Linked DNA regions of Pan troglodytes: regions 1 and 3 are each linked to region 2. Evidence: chromatin contacts called from public Hi-C data. All regions are on one chromosome and are shown on one strand. Each heading gives the region's core, a stretch centred on a gene start, on an enhancer-like site or on the middle of the called end of the contact. The rest is flanking DNA. Distances are from core to core; before and after follow the strand shown. Region 1 has its middle 170 kb from the start of COL1A2. Region 2 holds the start of TFPI2 (tissue factor pathway inhibitor 2). Region 3 holds the start of COL1A2 (collagen type I alpha 2 chain).

Region 1 (4,034 bases), core at 28-2,527, 340 kb after region 2:
TCACTGGTTATTTTAAAGCTAGGTTTTTTAAAAATTGGCTTAAGTTTCCTATTGCAAAACTTTTCTACAGAGCCATATTTCATTTAAAAAAAAAGTGTGGTATTGTGAAAGGAGAGTAAGAATTTTTAAGTGCTGAACTGAGGAGGAGATAAAAATAATAGCTAATGAATACTGAGGACCTAGTTATGTACCAGTTCAATAGTTCTAAGCATTTTATATGGTTTAGCCCATTTAATTCCCATGACGATCACATGAAATCAAATAGCTATTTATAATATACTATTTTAAAGATGAAAAATACCAAAAAAACTTTAAGCAATTTGATCAAGGTCATATAGTTTAGTAAGCAAAGCCTCTGGGATTTGAACTTGGAGAGTCTGGAGCTCTACTGATGTGGCCCTTAAATATTTCAAGGATTATATGATATTTTAATAAATAAAGAAAACTCCATAGAAGCATACATAAAGTAATAATGTAAAATCATGTAGATATAAATTAAGTTCCTTAAAATCTCTAGAGTCTAGAGAACATACTAGCTGATGATTAGGAGGTTAAAAAATATTAGTTCTTCTTTCATGGTGACTAGTATTTACTTCTAACTTTCAACAGTTTATTAATTTTTAAAAAGAAACAAAATATTTAACTGTACTTTTTTTTTTACAAAGCAGACTATTGCAAATTATAGATAATATTTTGACCCTTTTGAAGAAAACCTGCATAGAGTGTTAGATTTAATCTTAATAATGCTTTATTTTCTACAATAAGTCTGTAAATAAGTTCAAGATCATCTGCTGTGTGATCTCTTCTCTTGCAGGAAAGGAGAAAAAAAAATGATAGTAGTCGCTGCAAGGTAAAGGCTTATCAATGTCCCTTTAGGAGTGCTACTCTACTTTCCTTTGAGAATATCCCCATCTTGTGGAATCTCCTATGCCCTGAGGGCACGTTATGGGCAATTCTCCTCTGCATTTCAGCCAGGGGGCTGGAGATTCCTCAGATAAGTGTAATCCCTGATGATCTGGGCAAAAATCCGATTCCGAAGAGGTGTCTACACATTTTGAGTACATATGCCCCAAAGCATGCCAATGACAGTCCTAGAGTTGTTCAAATGGCTCCAGATTCTTTTTGAAGTCTCATCTCCTGTGTGTTCTGATTACTTTGGCTTACCAGCAGGACGACTGTTTTGCTAAATTAATGCACAAGACATGTGAAGGAGATGAATGCCCTTCCTGTTGAGAGCCAGCAGGAAGGCTGGCTGCTGAGGCAGATGCTGTCTGTTTAAACACCTCCCGCTCACAGCCTAAGTGCCCAAACCCTGTGGAAGAATGCCTGATTCAGGAACCAAGGTTGTCAAACGAGATCACATTAACTGCTTTGGCAGCTTTTCTCTCTCTCCGACTCAATGCTGTTTTGTGGTTTGCAGTGGGTGTTCTTTACCATGGCATTAAATTCACAACACAAGAGGCGTAATAGTCAGGCTCCTGCTTTGAAAGAGATGAGGTTATCTATGGAATAATTAGCCCATATCTGAAAAGAGGAGAGATAAATCAAAACCTTCGCAGTGACGAGTTGTTTTCAACTGGTCAATTCACATTGTTTATAATACGAAGACAACCCATCCATTAAGCATCCACCATTTTAACGTTTAAGAATAAGGACAGTTGATATTCTTGTTTAGGATTTCTAGTGCACATGGACGAACGTTGCATTTTTTTTAAATGTAGTCAATTTTTTAAAAAAGTAGCTTAAGACAAGAGCCATGACATCAATTTTGTGAGAAGAAAAATCATCTGTTTTAAAAAATGAAAAAGAATAAAGAATTAAAACATTCTCAATCCGCATTTTATTTTATGGTCAACAAGAGATATTTATTTGATACAACAATACAGTTAGTGTTCCATCCAACAACTAGAACAAAAGGAATAAAACTTTGAATATGTACATAAAAACTCAAGATATTTAATGTGACAAGTATATACATTTAAAATAATGCTCTTAAAATTCCTTAGTTATTGAAAATATAAAAACAAAAAGATGTTCATAGAAACAGAATGCATGAAACCAAATATCAAAGTTTGAGCAAATTAATATGTGAGGCAACTTAGCTAACAATGCATGATTTTCTTGTTTACAATCTACTAAAAATATCTTTATATCAACTGCCTGGCAAAATAGGTTTAATAAACTCAGACACCTACCGACAGAATTACTTTCTTTTGAGCTGGTAGTGACCACAGAAATGTCAGATCATTTCTCTGAATGAAGCATTTTATTCAAGTAACACAAAACTTCCAGACACATTTTCATAATATATTTAATCATTTCTTCATGCGATATTTATAGATAATTTGAATTTTCTGGTGTAGTTACGTGGATATATTGTGTAGTAGTGAAGTCTGAGCTTTTAGTGTAACCATCACCTGGATAATGTACATTGTACCCATTAGGTAATTTTTCTTCCCTCAGGATCCTCCCTCCTCCCACCCTTGAGAGTCTCCAATGTCTTACTCCACAACCTGTCCACGTGTACACATATTTAGCTCCCAACTATGAGAACATGTGATATTTCACTGTTTCTGAGTTATTGCACTTACGTATTATGTAATATATAACACACTTCATACATGTAACATACATGGAAGGTGTTGAAACAAAGTAAAATCATGACCCCCTACCCCATTTACCTAAATATTACCTACCCTATATACCAAAGTACCTGTGCAGTCCTCTAATATCTTCTCTCACCTCCTTATCACCAATTATTCTGAAATATGTTTCTCTTTTTAAATTTATTTTTAATTCACAAATAAAAATTCTCTATATTTATCATATACAAAACAATGTTTTGAAGTATGTGTACATTGTAGAATGGCTAAATCCAGCTAACATATACATAACAATGCATGTGTTTCTCATTCTTAATGTTAATATTCAGGTCCATATCCATTATTAAAAAACCTCAGGACCAGATGTATTTCAGATTCAGATTGTTTTTATCAATTTCAGAAAGATTATATAGGGCATATCTTATATATTATGATTATTCCCAACAGAGTCTAGAGAGAATTCAGTAGTCAAACTCATCAATATATCCCAGGGCACAATGGGTGAACATTTACATCTGCTATAAATAAACACTATGAATAGCCTTATGTTGTCTGTTTTTGCCACCAAACGCGGTTGCGTATAAAAACAAACTTTCACATCTCATGGCCTTATGGATTTTGGAATTCCAGCTAAAGAGCTTAGATCTGCTGTTTAACTTATCAAACTTTTCTCATTTAGTTAATCCTTTATGTATTTTGTTTAAGAAACCTTTCTACTCTGAAATAATAAAGGTATTCATTTAAATTTTTTTCTCACTTGTAAAGTTTTATCTTTCCTAATATATTTAATTTATCCAGAAATCTTTTTTGTATATAAGAATGAATTCTATTTTCTTTTCTCCTCTATGGATAAATAACTATCACTGTAAAATTTATAAAACTCCATCTCAGTTATATATCTTATTTCTGTACATGAAGAGGTACATATATCTTACTTCTGGACTCACTGTTGCACAAATTTTTATCTTTGCACTAAGACCACACTATTTTAATTAGCTTAGCTTGATAGCAGGCCTGGTAGCTGGTAGAGCTATTCTCTTAACCTTATTCTTATTCATCAGGAGTGCCCTGGCTCTTCTTGACCCCTTGATCTTCTATTCAAATATTATCATAAACTAGTCAGGTTCCTCAAAAACCACTTTTGGGAGTAGGATTGGATTTTCCCTGAAACTCTCATTTAATTTAAAGAAAATTGACATCTTAGCAATATTGATTTTTCCTAACTGTGAATATGGGCACCTCTCTGCATTTATTTTTTTAATGTATTTCAATAAAATTTTATAATTTTCTCTATACTGGCATTGCACATATTTTGTTACACTTATTCCTGAGTACATTATCATTTTTGTTTATACTGAAAATGGTGGGTTTAAAGTTTCGCTTTCTATGTATTGCTGGTGTTTAGAAATACAACTGACTTTTGTTTTTGAT
Region 2 (4,003 bases), core at 435-2,934:
TGGTGCACAGAAGCCCATACAAGTAGCTTCATCTGGAAACCTGTTCTCAATCCGGTTCCGGTGACACCCACCGGAAAAGAATTTTTCACATGTCATGGAACTTAGATTAAAGAAATACTTTTCTGTGGACCCCTCACACTGGTCGTCCACACTCACTTGCAGCCGGCAAACTTTGGGAACTTCTAGGAAAAGGAGGGTAATAGAACAATGTTAGTCAAAAGTAGCCTTCTTATTAAACCATCACTGTATTTTCAGCAACATTTTGTGGGGGGAGAGAAGTTGTATTAGTGTTGGGATAGTAAATACCCAGAATACTCCCATGAATCCAGATATTTACTTTTTTTTTTTTTTCTAACAGTGTATTCAGAGCTGACTCAGCTGTGACGTATCTTTCAAGTTCAGTAGAAAGACTCTCTGTTTTCTCTGGGTGTTCTCTGATTGTACATATGCAGTGAATCAAAGCTTATTCATATGAATACGCATTTTCCCCTGGCACAGTTCCTTGAATGGAAAAGCCCCATGTTCTCTTACAGGCCTTAACCGATATAATTTAAAAATTAAAAATAAATTAAAATATAACAGTATTATGAATCTCCACCATATCCCGCAACTAATCCAACACGTTTGGGTATCGGGACAAAAGTAGAGTTATTTAATGAGCTAAGTCACACTTCAATAATAAAATCCACTAAAAATATTTCAGATTGATGGATAATTGACAGAAGGAAATGATGTACTCCAGGAGAGATAAAAATCATAGGTTTGGAATTAATGAAAAATACAGAGAAGCACTTACGTTGTACCTAACACGTTATTCTCTTGCATTTATTATACCCCATGGTGAGGGAACAAATCTTTCCCTGAGTCCGCACAGGCACTGAATTATGATCAATGTCAGTTGGGAGACAGGAAATGTGTTAGTGGTTGTAAATTTGTGATTAATTTTAAGAAACTGAAAACCATGAGGTTTGCTTAACACTTGAGAAAACCCAGGCTAAAACTTCCTGTAGAAAGCGAGACGTGGGAAACTGGCGAAGTTGCTACCAGCCGCCGGCGCAAGGAGCGCGAGAGTCCTGGGTGCGCGCAGGGCACTTACTTTCTATCCGCCAGCAAGCCTCGTCGCAGGCCTCCCAGGTGTAGAAATTGTTGGCGTTGCCCTCGCAGCCCCCGTACAGGAACTGGCGGCAGCTCTGCGTGTACCTGTCGTAGTAGTAACGGAGAAGTAGGGCCCGGCAGGGTCCGTAGTCTAGGGGCAGGAGACAGATCTCCGCGTTATTTCCTGAAGAAGGGGCAGAAGGAGAGCAAAAGAGAGGGAAAGTGGTCAGGCGTAGCTCCTAGGAGGAAAGAGCATCCCGGGGAGTTCTGTCCCCTTCCGAGCGGAGGGGCCTCTGCAGAGAAAGTGCAAACTTGGGAGCGAGTCCCCCCTGCCAGCGGAGCGCGCGGCAGGGACCTGGAGAAAGCGAGGCTTGGAGGGCGCCTACACGGGGCCCCATGGCCCGCTGCGCCCTCTCCGCCGGTTGGGGAGAGAGGCTCCTGGAGCGGCCAGATACCTGTTGGCTCCTGAGCAGCATCGCCCAGTGCAGCCTCCGTCAGGAAAAGCAGCAGAATCGACAGCCCCAGGGGGCGAGCGGGGTCCATGGTGCAGGGGGTCGGGCGGCCCGCTGGGCAAGGCGTCCGAGAAAGCGCCTGGCGGGAGGAGGTGCGCGGCTTTCTGCTCCAGGCGGCCCGGGTGCCCGCTTTATGCGGGGCGAGCGTCCGGCCGACCCCCGCCGGGGCGGAGCCTGAGGGGTGGCTGATTCATGCACGGGGACTGTCACCCCGCCGCCCCCGCGCTGCAAACTGTGTAAGAGGGAGAGGAATTCCCCGCCAAGTTGAAAAGTTGAACCTGCCTCCCAAACTTTCTCCTGTAGTCCAGACGGGGACGCCCTGAGGGAGCGTTTGTGTCAGTAATGGGAAATCTGCAAGCTAGACGGAAATGACCTGCTAGTGATTGCGCTGTAAAGAAGCCGGAATCCACCTCGTGAAGGCATGAAGTTCAGGTATTTGAAGGGCTGGTGGAGAGAAAGTGCGGAGTTCTTGGGTCAGAGCGGAGCGGGATTCGTTGCAATGGACCTTCAGATTAGATTAGAAATGTAAATAAGTGTATATTTATATTTATACACACAGATTTCAATCGAGTTCTAATTTACATTTAATACAGGCTTATAATATATCGTAGGTGGACAGTTTGATAAATTTTGACAACTGTGTAACCACCAATAAAGAATTAGAACATTTTGGCTGGGCGCGGTAGCTCGCGCCTGTAATCCCAGCACTTTGGGAGGCCAAGGCGGGTAGATCACCTGAAATCAGGAGTTCGAGACTAGCCTGGCCAACATGGCGAAACCCCGTCTCTATTAAAAACACAAAAAATTAGCCGGGCGTGGTGGCGGGCGCCTGTAGTCCCAGCCCCTCGGGAGGCTGAGGCAGGAGAATGGCTTGAACCCAGGAGGCGGAGGCTGCAGTGAGCCCAGATGGCGCCACTGCACTCCAGTCTGGGCGGCAGAGTGGAACTCCGTCTCGAAACGAAGAAAAAGAAGAAGAAGAAGAAGAAAAAAGAGTTAGAACATTTCCATCACTCCAGAAAGCTCCTGCAGACTTTTTCCTAAATCAATCCTTCCATCCTTAGGCCAGGGGCAAACACTCTTCTCATTTCGATTACCATAGATTAGATTTGCCTATTCTTGAATTTCATATAAACGGAATTATAAAGTATTCACTGTGTAGTATTTCTTTCTCACACTTCCTGTTTTTGAGATACGCCCAGGTCACTGCATCAATAGTCTCTTTTAATTCCTGCGTAGTCCAAGGTATGAATTTACCAAAACGTATGAATATCCCACAATGTATAAATATGTTGCTGTGTGTATCAATAGTCTGTTCCTTTAAATCATTGAGTAATATTCTAATATATCACAAATGTCTTATTACTGGAATTTGTGTTGTTTCTAGTTTGTTTGGGGGCTCTTATGAAAAAAGCTGCTTTGTGTGGACCTGCAATTTTTATTACTCTTGGATAAAATACTTAGAAATGTTAGACACTGCCAAAGGATTTTTTCAAGATGATTGTACCATTTTACACCCCAACCAAGCATGTATGAAGCTATGTTTTTGTATGTATCTATGTTTTTGGAGATGAACCATAGCAGCCCAGAGAGATAGCCTTGGGGAGTTCTGAAGATTTGACCAGATCAGTGTATTCCCACACATTTCCTAATGTCAGTACATCCATTAAAGTTCCCTGTTCCTTTGACATATTAGCTTGTGATCCACTTTTTTTTAAATACAAACAATTACCTACAGTGAAATTTTACATAAAATATTAAAGATATTTTTGAAGACATTTTAATATACTTGTCTTCCCTTCCCCTTTTCTCTTGTTGTATTCAACATTCTCAAGTAAATAATTATTCTTGACTTCTGAGGATACTGGGGGTAGTTTACAGAAGTTCTCTTTCAAGTTTTCAGGAAGCCCTGAAAAGTATAGGACACACTTGCTCAAAGTGGGTTAATAATCTGAGGTATTTTGCACATTATATCCTTGTGCCAGTTTTCAGTCATTCTGATGTCATGTTACAAGGTCACAGTCCTAGGAAAACCAGCCTGATCTGGAAATGCTGTCAGCTTTGATTAGCAGATGTCTATGATTAAGAATGATAGTTGAAACTATAAGGATAAATGTTTAATTATCACCTCTCCAGTAGGGAAAAAAAAATGGGATGGGGATGCTTTGTATAGTTAACTGATTTCTGTGGTGTAAATGTGCTCACTAAGGTCAATTTCAAGCTGCCACTGCAGAATCACTGAATGCTGAGGTGGGAAAAGATCTCCAAGAGCCAGAGCTCCCCATGGCCAAAATCTGTGTGAGCTGGCTCTAATGCACCAACCACTGAGACAGACAGCCAGTTTTGGAATGACACATTCAGAGTAAAGTCAGATTAGACCCTCCCAGTTCCTTCAAAAT
Region 3 (4,365 bases), core at 1,669-4,168, 510 kb after region 2:
CAGGAAAAGCTGCTCCTTATTTGGAGTCACAAAAATATTTAACAGAGATCTAACTGACCACTAAAAATTCCTCCTTTAAAACAAACACCTAATCAACTATTTTCCCCCAAGTTATGTGTAAAAACAGCTGCAATTAGAACTTGATTCTCACTTTAAGAAAGAAAGATTCTTGTTTGGTTTTCTCCACTTTCATTTTTTCTTTCTAGGTCCAGGGCCTCCCACCAAATGCTGACGGCTGCCTGCTTCAAACCCTGCCACATCAGCAGGGAGGGAGCACAGCGGCATTTGGTATTTGCATCAGTTTCCAGGAATGCTTTTCAAGTTATCAGTTCACTCTGCTGCCTTTAGCAGAGACGTTTTCCCTCTAAGTTTATAGATGTCTGCTTCAATTTACAGTCCTCTAATTCTCAAAAACTTGCTGAGGATTTTTCTTTTTTGGCTAAAAGAGAAATTATAATCACACTTCTAAAAACATTCTATGTTTTAAACTATTTTGACAACAACAACAAAACCTACAATGAAATGTTTAAAACTTGGGATATCTATTGCAAATCCAATGATTGAGCCAACTTGACCCCAGAAGCGTTATCAGATAACCTCACTGAAGGGTATTTGGAGGGTTTCTTTCATAAATCTGTTGCATTACGACCCTGAGTCATTTTGCTCAGAATTAGTCTCTGACTCTCAGCAACACAGGACAAATACACACATATGCCCTGCAAAGGCAATTCAGCACAGTGGTAACAATGATTCTTAGAAATCATTTCTCACTCTTCTGATATGCAGGAAAAAATTCGTTATGATGCAGTATTGAAGTTTTTCTTTCCTGATAAAAATGATTTCCACTTTAAAAGTTTTTTGTTAGTTCTGTAATGGTGATATTTCAGGGAAATGTTAAAAATGTTCTTGGAATATACAATTCAACCTCAGGTCTTTTGTTGTTGTTGTTCCTAGAACCTAGAAAACTTCAAACATTGTTGCCTAGTTAGAAAAAAATTTGAATGTGGATTGCTCCCTGTAAACCCCCTTCTAGGAATGACTAGTAACCCTTTCAAATTCTTTCACTCCCAGATACTTCAAAAAATCATCCAACGTGGTCTCCCAAGTCAGTGCCTTTAATTAGAATAAAACAAGAGTTTATTATAGTTTTTGGTTATCCACTTTTACTTGCATTAACCTTTTTTTCTTCTTTTACATTTAGAAAGAGTAGCCTGCTTTAGAATAGTCCCTTTTATTTACAGAAGCTGCTGATGGAGTTAACTTCTGCAGAAATTCTTCCTTAAGGCAAAGCAAAAAAAGCGGGGAGGGGGTGGGGGGAAGGAAGGGAAAAAGATTCTCAGGCAACTACAGCCCACTTGCTTCTGTTTCTTAGAGACAGAACTGACCTAAAGATGCCCCCTTTGCGATGACTTCTGGGATAGAGCAGCACTCTAACTAGGCCCCCGCTGCCTCATGGGGACCTTAGGCAAGTAGAGGAGAGGCCTGACACACACACACACACACACACACACACACACAGCCTTTCAAACCTAGGGCCTGGAATGCCATCTCAAGAGGCTTTAGAAAAAGGCACAGGACCTTTGGCCTCCCACCTCAGGGTCAAAGTACCAGTTCCTCCTCTCCCTAGTAGGGAGTGGAGGGTTGGATGGAGGCGGCCAGAGAAGAGGGAAGTTGGGTGCTGGGGAGAGAGTTAACATCCACGTTGGTGGGCGCACTGCTTGGGGTGTTACCAGCGAAGACTACGAAGACCCCAAGCTCGAATCAGAAGGGCCTCTGGATGTGCTAGGGGAGATGCTTGGGTGTGGCTGTAAGAGATGGGACAGAGAGTAAGCAGCAAGGTCAAGAGGGACCGGGGGGCTCACGGGAGGGTTGAAGGGTCCAGGCTCAGGGTAGAACTGGTAAATCCAGACAAGGAGCCCATGGAGAAGGGGAGGGGAGACTGGAAACCATGAAAGATCCCCCACCGCAGCCTCAGAAAGGAGAGACTGAGAAATAAGTTCTCGGTCTCCAGGTCGGTTGGAGTCGTGTCGGAGTGCCAGACCATCCCCCAAAAGACCCTCTTTGGAATGAGCCTCAGCAAAGGCAAGCTAGGAGGTCGAAGGACTTCCCCAGGTGACTCGGTCTAGTCTAGAGTTCGCAAAGCCTATCCTCCCTGTAGCCGGGTGCCAAGCAGCCTCGACCCTGCTCCCCAGCCCACCTGCCAACAAAAGGCGCCCTCCGACTGCAACCCAGCCCTCCACAGACAGGACCCCCCCTTTCCCGAAGTCATAAGACAAAGAGAGTGCATCACTGCTGAAACAGTGGGCGCACACGAGCCCCAAAGCTAGAGAAAAGCGGGACGGGGCTGGGGGCGGGGTGCAGGGGTGGAGGGGCAGGGAGGCGGGCTCCGGCTGCGCCACGCTGTCGAGTCTTCCCTCCCTCCTTCTCTGCCCCCTCCGCTCCCGCTGGAGCCCTCCACCCTACAAGTGGCCTACAGGGCACAGGTGAGGCGGGACTGGACAGCTCCTGCTTTGATCGCCGGAGATCTGCAAATTCTGCCCATGTCGGGGCTGCAGAGCACTCCGACGTGTCCCATAGTGTTTCCACACTTGGAAAGGGCGGGGGAGAGCGGGAGGATGCGGAGGGCGGAGGTATGCAGACAACGAGTCAGAGTTTCCCCTTGAAAGCCTCAAAAGTGTCCACGTCCTCAAAAAGAATGGAACCAATTTAAGAAGCCAGCCCCGTGGCCACGTCCCTTCCCCCATTCGCTCCCTCCTCTGCGCCCCCGCAGGCTCCTCCCAGCTGTGGCTGCCCGGGCCCCCAGCCCCAGCCCTCCCATTGGTGGAGGCCCTTTTGGAGGCACCCTAGGGCCAGGGAAACTTTTGCCGTATAAATAGGGCAGATTCGGGCTTTATTATTTTAGCACCACGGCAGCAGGAGGTTTCGGCTAAGTTGGAGGTACTGGCCACGACTGCATGCCCGCGCCCGCCAGGTGATACCTCCGCCGGTGACCCAGGGGCTCTGCGACACAAGGAGTCTGCATGTCTAAGTGCTAGACATGCTCAGCTTTGTGGATACGCGGACTTTGTTGCTGCTTGCAGTAACCTTATGCCTAGCAACATGCCAATGTAAGTGCCTTCAGCTTGTTTGGGGGAGACTGGGTAGAGAGGTTAGATGGGAGGGCACCCTGCCCTGAAAAGGAAAACCCGTAACCTGAATTCCAGGTACACTTGGAGGGCAGACTCTCAGGCATGTGGGAAAACGCCGGAATTGATAAGAAACATGGAAATTACTTTAAAAAATGAAAACATAAAAGCCTTGCCAAAAGTTAGGGAACTTTTCCTCTAAGTTCAGAGTGAGACGGTTAACTCGGTCTGGCTCCTCAGCTTAGTAACCCCCAAAGGGAGCGGAAGGTCTTTTTCCCTAAGGATGAGATATTAACGACCAATGTGGTGGAGGAAGTCAAGGGCCTGCACCCCACAGGCCCCATAACCGCACTGATGTCCACCTTGTAAAACTTGAGGCCTGCGTTAGAAAACCCTTCAACTGAGTAATGTAAAACTCACCTCCTAAGAGCTTTTATCTTCTGGGCATTGTAAGGCTTGTCCGGAGGAGGAGGATGACGATGCTGATATGATGATGGTTATAAGGCGCCCTCTGGAGGAAGGAAAATGAAAGTACAGGGGACAGGGCCTTAAGCAAATGGAATCCCAATTAAAGCTTCTACGGATTTATACAGATTAATGATCAGCATTTCTGGTTGGAGCCTTTCCCAGTGGCTAGTCAGTGAACCCTGGAAAGAAGAATGGATGCTACTTGGAGTGGGTACATTCTGAAAAGTAATATAAGTGTCTCAATTCACTTTCTAGTCATGGAAATGGTAACATTTTTTAACTCAAATCTGCTCTAAATTTTGTTTGAGCCTGAGAATTACCCCTTTGACATGTTCCCAGTGATAAGCAAACATTATGAACGCAGCAAGTTGAGAAATATCAACATTGAGATGAGACTCAAGAGACCGGGGTTTTTCCCATGAGTCTGACACCAATTTGCTGCGTGACTTTGGGCAAGTCAAACGGCCTTTTCTAAAATGCGAGACAGAGATTAAAGGGACCCCAAGGCCACTTTCCAGCTCTAGGTTCCATGGCCAGACTTTCATGTCAACAGAGAATGAAGAAGATCAGTCCGTTTTCATCTTGAAAATGGCTGCCAAAGTGCTAGACAAAGATATTGACTAGATGGGGGATGGTATTGTCTGACCACACCCAGTACTCCAAAAAGTTGTTCCATCCACACAGCACGGTGTCTACCACTGCATAATTTCTAATGCATTTGTGTGTTTGTGTGTGTGTGTGTGTGTGTGTGTCTGTGTGTCTGTTCCCCCTT

What was found. A called contact is a pair of places that touch in the nucleus more often than the background predicts.
Region 1: a contact with region 2 is called in a Hi-C map of stem cell-derived neural progenitor cells, with 2.0 times the contacts expected there. The contact joins the enhancer-like site here to the promoter of TFPI2 in region 2. A contact is called at or near these places in 2 of 7 Hi-C or Micro-C datasets (blood and stem cell-derived neural progenitor cells).
Region 3: a contact with region 2 is called in a Hi-C map of induced pluripotent stem cells, with 2.3 times the contacts expected there. The contact joins the promoter of COL1A2 here to the promoter of TFPI2 in region 2. A contact is called at or near these places in 2 of 7 Hi-C or Micro-C datasets (both in induced pluripotent stem cells).

The regions. Positions count from the first base shown.
Region 1 is chr6:103,603,769-103,607,802 of NHGRI_mPanTro3-v2.0_pri, forward strand. No RefSeq gene overlaps it. Among named protein-coding and RNA genes, the nearest start is that of COL1A2, 170 kb to the right of the region's middle. Within about 2 kb of position 1,278, at least 8 of the 24 cell types and tissues checked have an H3K27ac peak or open chromatin away from gene starts, as enhancers often do. A contact at or near this core is called in stem cell-derived neural progenitor cells, where this site is marked.
Region 2 is chr6:103,265,219-103,269,221 of NHGRI_mPanTro3-v2.0_pri, forward strand. TFPI2 (tissue factor pathway inhibitor 2) reads right to left here and starts at 1,685. Exons shown (of 5, transcript XM_001168275.7): 1 at 1,551-1,685; 2 at 1,097-1,279; 3 at 1-182. The coding sequence starts at 1,638.
Region 3 is chr6:103,769,436-103,773,800 of NHGRI_mPanTro3-v2.0_pri, forward strand. It overlaps COL1A2 (collagen type I alpha 2 chain), which reads left to right and starts at 2,919. Exons shown (of 52, transcript XM_001168894.7): 1 at 2,919-3,107. The coding sequence starts at 3,038.